Linked DNA regions of Gossypium hirsutum: region 2 is linked to region 1. A link is a contact called in public Hi-C data. All regions are on one chromosome and are shown on one strand. Each heading gives the region's core, a stretch centred on a gene start, on an enhancer-like site or on the middle of the called end of the contact. The rest is flanking DNA. Distances are from core to core; before and after follow the strand shown. Region 1 holds the start of LOC107896835 (WD repeat-containing protein PCN). Region 2 holds the start of LOC107896838.

Evidence for each region. Hi-C and Micro-C count contacts between places; a contact is called where the count stands out from the background.
Region 2: a Hi-C map of leaf shows a contact between it and region 1, with 2.2 times the contacts expected there. The contact joins the promoter of LOC107896838 here to the promoter of LOC107896835 in region 1. A contact is called at or near these places in 4 of 34 Hi-C or Micro-C datasets (anther, hypocotyl and leaf).

The regions. Positions count from the first base shown.
Region 1 is chrA10:88,044,286-88,049,921 of Gossypium_hirsutum_v2.1, reverse strand. It overlaps LOC107896835 (WD repeat-containing protein PCN), which reads left to right and starts at 3,396. Exons shown (of 11, transcript XM_016822124.2): 1 at 3,396-3,655; 2 at 3,739-3,882; 3 at 4,309-4,621; 4 at 4,710-4,773; 5 at 5,532-5,636. The coding sequence starts at 3,491.
Region 2 is chrA10:88,250,742-88,257,038 of Gossypium_hirsutum_v2.1, reverse strand. It overlaps LOC107896838, which reads right to left and starts at 4,101. Exons shown (of 1, transcript XM_016822128.2): 1 at 2,279-4,101. The coding sequence starts at 3,513. The coding sequence ends at 2,560.

The sequences.
Region 1 (5,636 bases), core at 2,147-4,646:
CTTGAATTATATTCTTAAATGCTTGAAATGTATGTTATTGATGTGAATATGATTTGAATGTTCATTGTATGAAAATTGATGAAACATTGATATATTTGATGGATCTCTGAAAAGGAATTGACGGTACAAAGGATCTAGCCTGGATGGGTGATCCTATTCTGATATAGCCCTCCCGAAGAATATGTGGAAAATGGATTTAGCCAGGACAAGTAATCTGAATTAGGGTCTGAATTTAGCCTAGACTGGAATTCAGATCCAAGCTCATTACAGTAATTCTCGTTACAGGGGATTTAGACTGGACTGATAATCCTACTGTAAGGATGAGGTTCGCGAGAGTGTGCTTTCTGAAATGAAATGTGTAAGACCATGGTTGAAAGATACCATGACAACATGATATGAAATGTGTAAGACCATGGTTGAAAGATACCATGGCATCGTGACATGAAAAGAATAAAACCATGGTTGAAAGATACCATGGCAACATGACGGGAATGAATAAGACCATGGTTGAAAGATACCATGGCAACATGACAGGAAATGAATAAAACCATGGTTGAAAGATACCATGGCAACATGACAGAAAATGAGTAAGACCATAGTTGAAAGACACTATGGCATCATGTCGAAGATAAATAAGACTGTGGATGGGAGATGCTATGACATCAGTTGAACAATTGATATTCAGGTAATATGTATCTGATGATGAATGGTTATATGGAAATATATGTACAAAATAGTTGTATGAAATAATTAAGAAGATAGATAAATGAAATAAGTATTGGTATAAGGAATTTAATTTATGTTAAGTTTAATATGAACTATTACAGAAATAAATATACATAAGATATAAGGAAATGATGGTGCATGAAATATTGATATAACGAAATGAATGATATATGCTTATGAAGAAACGGTAAGAGAATAATATGTTTCGTGACATGTACATATATGATTATCTTTGATATGTTGATACAAGGAAATTATGTAAGTTGAGACTATTATTAAACTCAAGTGTGATATGCAGAGAAAATAGGTATATCAATGTTGAAATTATATGAAATATGTACAAGTATACTAACAATCTTGATGTTTGATACTTAGACAAGTGCCAAGCTATTGATTGAACGGTAAAATATTTATTTGTATGATGCATTAAATCGGTAAGTATTTAATTGAAATTTTTGTTAAATGAAATGTAAATCTTGTTAATGCCTCGAAACCCTGTTCTGGCAACTAATACGGGTTAGGGGTGTTACAACACTAGTATCTAGTTTGTCATTGCAAGTGCACATTCACTACACCAAATTGTTAACATGAGAAGTCAACGAGGAGGAGTAAACAGGGAAGATGGTGGTGGTTCACCCTAGTAACACGAAGAACTGTCACGTTATATGGATTTAAAGAAGGAGAGAATGGTTGGGAGTAAGAGTGAAAGGATGATCAAGGGATGGAATGTTCTATTCTATTGCCCTTCCTCAGTACAATGGGAAGGTTTATATACAGGAGGTAGATACATGCCACGTGTCAAGATCTTACTAGCAACAGGGTCATATCATGTTTTCTTATAGGGGCGGTGATGTGACCTCATAGGTTGGTGTCACGATATCTTAGGATGGTTAAACAATCCATGGGCTCGAGACTCCATGCGCTCCACCTACGGAGGTTCGTTGGGCTTATTGTGGAACCACTTGATGTTGCAAGTCCTCTTGAAAAAGAACACATGTAGGGCTTATGGAGGTCGTATACCAATTGCATTTTGGATTCCAAGGTTATGGTCGGAGTTGTTGAGCATTGTTTATTTTAATGGGAAAAGCTAACGTGTAGCCTGACTTCTACTAGCAACATCCAATAAGATCCATGGGCGAGTTGATGGAAAACCTAAATTTATTTGAAGGAAAGCTTTAAAGTAATTTAATATCTTTTTTCTTTTCTGTTTGTATTTTTTTATTTTTTAATACACGTGTTTTATTTATTTATAATAATTTTTACATTTTTGAAGTTTTTTTTATAATTTTTATCAAAAAATGAAATTTTAAAATTTTTCTTTTTAATTTGGAATTTTTAGAATTAGAACTAGATTGACAAATTTTGTAAATGTTGAGGGCTAAATATATTGAATTTTTTTAGAATCAGAACTAAAATGACAAGTTTTGTAAACATTAAGAGCTAAATTTGTTGAATTTTTAGATTTGGAACCAAATTAATAGAACGTGTAACATTGGAGGGCTAAATTTGTTATTATGCTAATAAGAAAAGCCCATGTCAGACTTCCGTTATTGAGTTAATGGCAACTAATGGAAGAGTGACTAAAATATTTAATTTCGAAAATTAAGTGACTAAAATGAAAAAAGATTGTTGGATAATTAAAATAGAACTAAGTGCATAATTGAGTGAGTATCCTTATAGTTTACCCTAAAAAACAATTACTAAATAGTAATTAAGTTAATGTCTAATATTATGATAAAAATAAATAAGAATGTTACTAATATAATAAATTAAATTAAATTTAAATAAAGATAAGTGAACCAATAGAAAATAAAATATTTTTATTATTAATAGAAAATAAAATCAAATAATTTTTATTATTAAAAAATTATACGTTTATGCATTTTCATTACTATTTTTTTTATAAAGGATAAAGAATAATGGTTATTTAAGGATTAACCTTAATATCAATGTCAATAAAAACCTAATATAATTTTTTTTATCATTTTACTCGTGGTTCGATGAATGGGACTCTGTTGGATTGAGCTTCTCACATTTTAACTTCTAATTTTATTTTTAACATCTATTTTTGAATAAAAAATATAAAAAATTATAAATCTATCATGAAATAGCTTTCAAAAAATATTTATAAAATTGGCATCAAAATTTTTAAAAAAGAGTAATATTTTTTTAGAAAGAAATTATTAGTAAAAAAGATATAAAATAATATTAATTAAAGGCATAATAACTCATTTGGCCCTTCAATTTTTTTGAAAAAGTCAATTTTAGTTTTTCATATAAAATAACCTTTTAACTTGTATTGTTGGTCAGATCACCCAAAATAGGTGAAAAAGTTAATAGCTGTTAACTTTAATGACCATCCACGTGATAGTTGACTTGTATGTCACATAAGTAATTAATTTATTTTTTAAAATTAAAAAGATTAAAAAAATATTATTTTATAATTTATATTAGATTTTTTAAAATTTTTAAAATTTAATTAATTACTAACATAGTATTCACATGACAAACCATGTGTATGTCACATCAACAACTAGATGTTTTAAAGTTAAAAAAGACTAAAAACTAAATGAGGACTAAAATGATTTTTTATTAAAGTTAGAAGGTCAAATAAGTCATAATGCATTAATTAAATGATATTATAATATTAGATCGGAGGTTTCCTACTAGGTATATATATGTACATCTGTGCATCGCCTAGAGTTTTATTTACTGCTTTCTACCCTGAAATTGGCCTCCAAGGATTGCAGCCGCCCCAGCCACAATGCTCCCCAAAGCTTACCGAACCAGCTCAATCGACTGGAAGCCGTCTCCGGTTGTCGCCCTTGCTACCAGCCCCGACGACTCTCAGGTTGCGGCCGCTCGTGAGGATGGCTCCCTCGAGATTTGGCTTGTCTCTCCAGGCTCTGTTGGCTGGCATAAGCAGCTGGTACCCTCAACTTTTCTTCTTCCATGTTATTACTATATCTTTTTCGTTTTAGTTCAGTTTAATTTATTGGTGGCTTTGTGTAGACTATTCATGGGGATTCTACTTGTCGAGTTTCCTCGCTGGTGTGGTGTTGCGTTGGTTCAAAAGGCCCGTCTCCTGGCAGGTTGTTCTCCTCGAGTATTGATGGCTCAGTCTCGGAATGGGATCTTTTCGACTTGAAGCAGAAGGTTACTTTTCATTATTTTTCCTCGCTTTTGCCATTTGTGGTATTCTCTGTCGTATTAACCTATTGGTTAAATCCAACGGGGTTTATTGGATGATTCTAACCTCTCCAACCTCAATGAAACATTTATATTAATTACTTATGGCCTTTTTGAATAATGAGATTGTACCCGAGTTCTGAGTCCCTCTCTTATCATTTTCTTCCGGTTGCCTTGTTGTAGGCTTAATTGTTTATGTTGGTTGAAGTATGAGATACTGCTATGATTCAATGAGAGTGATATATGGTTACGTAGATTTTGTTGATAGACTCCCATTGAATGGGTTTCTTTCTTTCTTCCTTTCTTTCACATTACCCTTCTAGTGTGCAAGAAGCTTTGAATAGAAGTTATCTTGTATTCATTGTTTATTTATGTTATTAAACCCTTATGCAGATTGTGCTAGAGTCAATTGGAGTTTCAATCTGGCAGATGGCTGTGGCACCGATTAATAGACTGCCAACTCATGAAGAGACTAGGTCTCAGAATTTTGGAAATGGTTATTTGAATGATAAATATGAATGCAATGATACTGATGATGATGAAAACTGTGAAAGTGGAGATGTTTCAGACTCAGAACAAGTTTATCAGAAACTAGTTATGGAAGATAGACGTGTAGCAATTGCTTGTGATGATGGAGCTGTGCGAATGTACACTATTTCTGATCTTGATAAGTTAATCTACCAAAAATCATTGCCTAGGGTTAGTGGTGAGATATCTACACCTGAGCAAAAATTCTTCCAAGGTTATTGCTTTTAGTTTTAGTCGGAGCTTATAGGTGCTAATACTATTTGCAGGACGTGCTCTAAGTGTGACCTGGAGTCATGACTCAAACAGGATATATTCAGGGAGTAGCAATGGGTAAGTTTGTCTTTAAGTGAATATGCTGCATGTTCTTTTATGACAACAGTTTATTCATATGGTAATATGATAATTCTGGGAATGCTTGCTTATTAATTTCTCATTTTGATTGATTTTATATCATTAATTTCAATTCCACTGTACTCCTATGTAGGGACTAGGGATGGTAATGTAGTGGGGTGGAGGTGGGGATTGGCTCTTCCACTTCTGCCCCCGTCCTGCATGGATTTTGAAAATATCCATCCCGATGGATAGCGTTTACATTAATAACTGCTCCACACTGCTTTCACTGCTCTACCCCATTTTTTACTAGTTATTTTTAAGTAAATATTGTGTAAATTGTAATAGTTCTTTCATGATATAATCCATTAGTATTTATAACATGCATTTATATAATGAAAGTATATATAAGATTTGTATACATATGATTTAAGTACGTATACATATGTCTAATATATATACTAAAAGTATAAAAGGGATACAGAGTATTTTTAGGGGTAAAATATTAATTTTAAAGGTGGTGAGGAGTGGGGCAAGCTTTTTCTGAAACTGCTGCACTCGATTGCCCATCTCCACTTTCAGAAAAAAAAAAACAACTCACCATTTGGAGTAGATGAATGCTAAATCCGTGAGACAGATATAGTTTTGCTATCCCCACTTCTATGAGCTGATGGTGCATGCTTTACAGTGAAATTGCTCTTATTTTATTGAATCTAATCTTGTCTAGTGTGGTAACATCTGTGCTAACTTTCTTGCAGGTTAATTAGATGCTGGAATGCTGATTTGGGTCATGAAATTTTCAGAAGTGTAGTAGGTCTTGGAGGTTTGGGAAGTGGGCCTGAGCTTTGTGTATGGTCATTACT
Region 2 (6,297 bases), core at 2,852-5,351, 210 kb before region 1:
TGTTTCTTTCAAGTACCTATGGTAGCTACAAAGATGATATCTGGGGTGATATTGTGCCAATAACTGTTAGATAATTCTTCTTGGAAGATATACAGCAAAGATACATAACAAAGTCGAAATGCAAATATACTTGCCCTTATAGCCTCTCTCTCTCTATATATATATATACTTACCCACGCTATCCAAAATGCAATTTTAAGTAGACAGTATAGAGAACAAGAATCTTCATTACAAAAAGGCAATGCTGAAACAGTAGAAGGTGAAGGTTTTTAACATGAGGTTTAAGAATACACACCATGTAGATGATGAAGACAATGACCAATGCAACACTGAAACAATTTCTATCAATGTCGTAAAACAAATATTGTGGTAAGGCAACTATTTGCAGCACAAAAGGTAGAAAACAAGATTGGTATCATATTGCTATTCTTCACAGTCCACTATAAAACAATGACAACTTTGGTATTGCATACTGGACTGTTACAGTTTTATGAAAGCAGTATCATAAGCTGCTATAGTCTACAAAGCAAAGCCTATCACATGCACAGCCTTACAAGATCACTTGGGTTGAAAAAGAAAAACACCATTCCAGTGGCTATAAAAATGATCATTTCGATTCCTATAGTAGCTATAAAATTAATAACTGGTGTAATATCAAGCCTACGACTATTAGAAAATTTCTTCTAGGTAAGCCATGGTTATATGGCACAGATAAATACCAAAAAGGGAAGCAGATACTATTTTCTTTCTAGAAACAACATGAACTAGTCTTGTCTAGCAAAAAGGGAAAAAAGTAGCCATAAAGAAGCCTATGTCTCCGGAAGAACTCAAGAAATACATCATGGAAAAGGCCAAGTTTACTGAACCCGCAAAGACATGCTTAACCACACTACCAAATGCAATTTTAAGTAGAAAGTAAAGAGAGGATGGCTGTTGATGCCTTGAATATAATGATGTACATCTTAAATTATACGCCTGCTAAAGTAAATTGGATTTGAGAGGAATTATTCAAGATGCAAATGTTTCAGCATATTACATGTTGCTTAATGGCTGGACAGCAAGTTTAACATCCACTATTCTATACAAGATAGTTATCCATTCAAAGATACTCTCTTTTGTCTTCCAAGAACTTGTCTCTTCTTCATCAAGACTCAAGAGATGTATTGGACCTACATTCTGATGAGCAGAGATGTGACAAAGTAGTTACCTATTTGAAGATTCTCTCTTCTGTCTTCCAAGTACTTCCATCTCTTCTTCATCAAGACTCAAGAGATGTAAGTAGTATTGGACTTGCATTCTGGTGAGCAGGACCTTTTTTTATGTGACAAAACTAGAGTCAAGGTGGAAAATAGAGTTTAGTGGCCAAGGTTGAGGGCAAATGTAAGATGCATTGTTCAACAATTAACTACCCTTCCAACTTGATAAAGTCCATCAGAAAATTATATTTAGCAATGAAGTCTACAAACAAAATTGGCATTCAAGATAAGCAGATTTCAGGGAAGAGAAATGTTCATCATTTATATCAGACCAGAAGGATTTCCTACAAGCACTTTCAAGAGGGGAGTAGGACCTTAGAAAAGTAAAAAGGAACCAATGTTTTGCCGTTACCAAAATATTTAGAGATCAGTATAATTTTTAATGTAGACTTACTACATACCACATACATCATGTCACAAAAGATGCAAAAGGGGCTTCACAATTGCTACACTTCAAGAAGCAAGCAAAAATAACGGAAGATGTTGAAGATGGCCAAATTGCATCAACCAAAGAAGATGGGTTCCAAAAGTGCCTAATCCCTGCTGTGGTTAAAATTTAAAGGGAAAAGTCTCGGAGTCTGCTCCACCTCCTCTATGTCATATATACCTTACTTTCTTACTGATAGAACATTTTTTTAGAACTTCTTTTTACAGAATAACTTTCCTTGTAGATCATTAACCTTTTTAAGACTACCATTATAGAAAGAACAAACATTTGTTTCTAGCTCAGCTACCTTAAGCAAGAAAAAAGATAACAGAATGCACAAGGATTACCAAAATTGGCTACAAGCGAAGAAGTTGGAATAAAGTTCTCTGTAGCACAGCTAACCAAAAATTGTAGACAGAGTAAAACATAAAATTATAACTCAGAGCCACACATGTCCAAGCCTAACATTTGCCTCAAACCAACGGTAGTTGGAGTCAAGCTTTAACATCAGCTTTGCTTTGATTACAAAGCAACCTTCATCCTACATTCGACAGAAACAGACAAAAGTGAATCCAAAAACACAAGGCACCCCAGGAAGAAAAAAAAGGTTTTATTCCATACGAATGAGACAACTATAATTCATGACATATAGAATAAAATCATTTCGGCTAAATGCACACCACAATGAATCATAGAATTATGAAAAGATTTTTGAGCAATAATAACAGACCTACACAAAAAAGAATCCTATATTACCCACACTACAACCGAGAGGTTACCAAGAACAAACCGCCAGAAAGAAAAAGAATGGGTGTGAGGCTGTGAACAGAAGAATTACTGAAAACAGGAAAATGCTCGTATATCACAGAGGGAGGGTTAGGGCACATATTCGTTCTCAAGAGTTGGTTGAGTCCGAGTGACCGTTGCCGACGGAGCTTTTGTATCCCCAACGGAGGTCATATGTAGTGCTTCTCCCACTTCAGCAGCCTTTTCCATCTCTTGCATTTTCTTTCTCCGCTTGCATTTGCGTGCCCAGAGTACAAGGAATCCCAAGAATGCCAGCAATGCCACTCCACCCACAACAGAAGCAACAATTATCCATGTTCTTCTATTACTCTCCTTTCCTTCACTTCTGGTTGGTGGGCTTGGTGGAGCAATTGACTCAGTAACGATAGAAAAATGCCCCTGTTGGATAGTTGAACACTCGTTGGCTGATGTCAAGTTACTTAATTTAACCAAACCATGTAAATCAAACCAAACACACTTGGGCAGTGACCCATTGGGAGCCGGTCGAACATCTGAAAACTTGATTTTTATAGGATCCCCAGATGCTCTTAAATCCAATTCCGGCAAATCGGTAGCCGATAAGTTAGAAGCATCATAAGCAAGAAGACCCAGAAGAGGAGCGAGATAGGTGTAGTTGGGAAGCGAATAATACCGCAGGGACCAATTGCCCAAGTTCTGGTAAACCAAAACAAGCCTTTCCACATAAGGTTGCTCCACAACTCCAATGGGGATCTCGAACTCCTTGTACATCCTCACACCCCTGGTCCGCAAGCTACCACTCCTCAGCCTCATTGCTGTAATACTAATCCCAGTGAAATTAGAAGGAACACGGGCATCGTAGGGCACTCCAGTCCTAGGGCGTACAAAGGCCCTGTAAGCATAGTCTTGAAGGAGCGCATCCAGGGCTCTGGCGGCGCTTGTCGAAGAGGCATTAGCATCAAAAGATTGAACCAGTAGAGGCGAGACTAACAACAAGCAGATAAACACAAGGAGCATCGCGAGACTCGGAAGCAGCGGGACGGAAGCACGAGTGTGGAAATTCATTTATAATGCAAGCGGGTCAGCAATGTGACGGGGACAAACAGTAAACGGCATTGAAGCAATTGCATGAGCTTTCAAGGAAAACAGTGAAAAAAAACAACTGTCAAATAAGCAGATCCATAGTTTAAAAAAAAAAGGTAAACTTAGGATTCTATTTGAACATCAACTTGTAGAATAAGCTGAGAGGCGAAGAGAGTAAAGCGAGAGGGAGCAGAAAAGGAAAGGAAAAAGGAAGGAAACAAAAAATAAAAAAAATAAAATACTGCTAACGGTAGTAGAATGAGTCGCAATCCTTGGAATTGATTAGCAAAATCAAAACCATAAACGATGAAAATGAGCTAGATTTGGGCAATTTGGGGGATGCCCAATATTCACACTCATTTACCACAAAAATTTTCAAAAAGAAAAAATGGAGAAACGCGCTACTGCATGTTTATATAAATGCAACGGACATACATACATACAGAGAGAGAAAGAGCGAGGAGAGAAAAGAGAAAGGGAAGAGAAAAGAAGAGAAGAGAAAGGGGTTTTTTCCTATTATTATTTTTAATTTTTATTTACAGGTTGTACGAAGTAGTAGTTGCATAAGCTGTAGTAAAAAATAAAATAAAATAAAATAAAAAATCTCTTAAACCCCACTGTCCACATGCTTGCTTTGCTTTTATTTTTTAGGTTTTTTGTTTGTATGGGGTTTTTTGTTTTTTTGTTTTTTCTCTCTCTCCATACTTAGTGCTACCACATTATTTGCTTTCTTCAGCTCCTAAGGCGAACGTGTCCCTCTCTAACTTTTGTCTTTCTTTCTTTTCTTTATTTTTTTTCCCTTAGCTTGAATTAGCTTTAGGTTGATGTGAACATATGAATTATATAGCAAACAATGGAAGAAAGAAACTACACAATTGAAATTTGTTTCTTGAGTCTCAATCTCAGTGGGGATGGTTGTTGACAACAAAGTGGAAAGTCTAAATTGTAAACTCATGTGTCAAGGAAATCGTCTTTCACTCTCAATCAATCACTTAATCCCCCCATTTACTTATTTATTTCATAGTAATTCGTATATATATACATAGTTTCATAATTCGTATATTACCAACAACTGGTTTCCTCGGGATTTTAGTCACGATAGCATTAGGGGTAACATCAAGTTATATATATTAGATGGAGTTGGAGGCTATGGCCTAAGCTAAAGTCAATTTACGAAAAATAGTGACCGGAAGTCAAAACACCGACAAACTTGGCTCAAAAAACAAACCCAAGAAACGAAAATAGTGGCTGGTTGGAAGATTACATACAAAGGGGATGTTTCACAATGATACAATGATTCCTACCTTTACAATAGTATGGAGATTGACAATTACACCACAATCTCTAAAGAGAAAAAAAAAAAAGATTGATGGATGGAAGACCTTAGAGTTTCGATAACCATATCCTTCTACTACATAATTACTATGTTGATTTCTGGCCTATAGATTATAATTTTAACAAAACAAGTTTTTGGATCACCATACATGGGCTTTTTATATGGTAATGGAAGTGGTAGTGAAAATGAGATTTGCTGTTACTATTGAGACTTCCGTTATTGTTGATGTTTTAATTCATGTTCAAATAATTTCTTGAACTGCTTTTTCATTCACATGCTTAAATAGATTTCGAGATCTATCTTTGGACAACATTCTGGACATGACTTCAAGACAACTCAAGTGAAGTTAGATGTTGCCATTTTGACTTTTCATCTCTATATTTACTTTTTCTATAAGCAAATGATTCTCCTAACTTAATTTATCTCATTCAAAACTATAATGATCAAATTTTTCTGATTGACGAAACATGAAGATCGACATGTCTTATCTAATAAAACTTATTATTATTCTTTAAGAATTTATCTTGTGGATTAAATTGATGAATTAGTTAGCTCATAAGGCTTTATCTTTGAATAAATATTGGAGGTAAATATCTTGGATTATTATTCAATTAAAATGATTAATTTATCTACAAAAAATTCGCTAAGGGAAGCAATCGTATTGTGCATATAAATAGGTCGTTTATTCACATATAGAGATGCATATTTTTGGATAGTGTTTGTGTTGGTATTGCTTGTCTCTTTGCTATTGTATTTTGCACTCATTTTCTAGGCAATATTAAAGAGACTTGAAACTATTGTAAACGAGGTGTTTGAGTGAGTGATTGTAATAAATTGAAGTTAATTATTAAGGTTGCAATTACTTGTGCAGGGATAGATTGGGATTTAATTGATAGACTACTGAACTAATGTTTGAATAAACTATTTTGAGTAAGGCTCGTAGAGCAGGATTATTTCTGAATCGTGCTAATAAATATCGTGTGCTTATATCTTTCTTTACGATAACTGTTTATTATATTTGTTCATTAAACTTGTGCTTAGACATTAGAGTAGACATTAATTTGAACAAGGAGTAAATTAATTATTTTTTAAATTAGAAAAATTGATGATTGGGAATGGAGAATTAAAGATGTCACAACTTCAAATACAATGATAAGTAAAAAAAACTATTAAAAACAAGGAAAGAATTTCCCCAAAGGCACAATTTTATTAACAGAAAAATCTGAATATTGACGAGGAAACATGCTTTTGATAGAGAAAGTTACAAGGGCATTTATTAAAGCATTAAACAAGGCTTAAGTCGGAAATGGTGGATGGCATGAGGATTGTTCTAGCAATCATAATGACGGTAACAATGGGTTCTGCCTATTTATATATTCCTGTCATTTTTGTGTTTTCTTTTTTTATATCTTTGTCTTATTTTATTTATT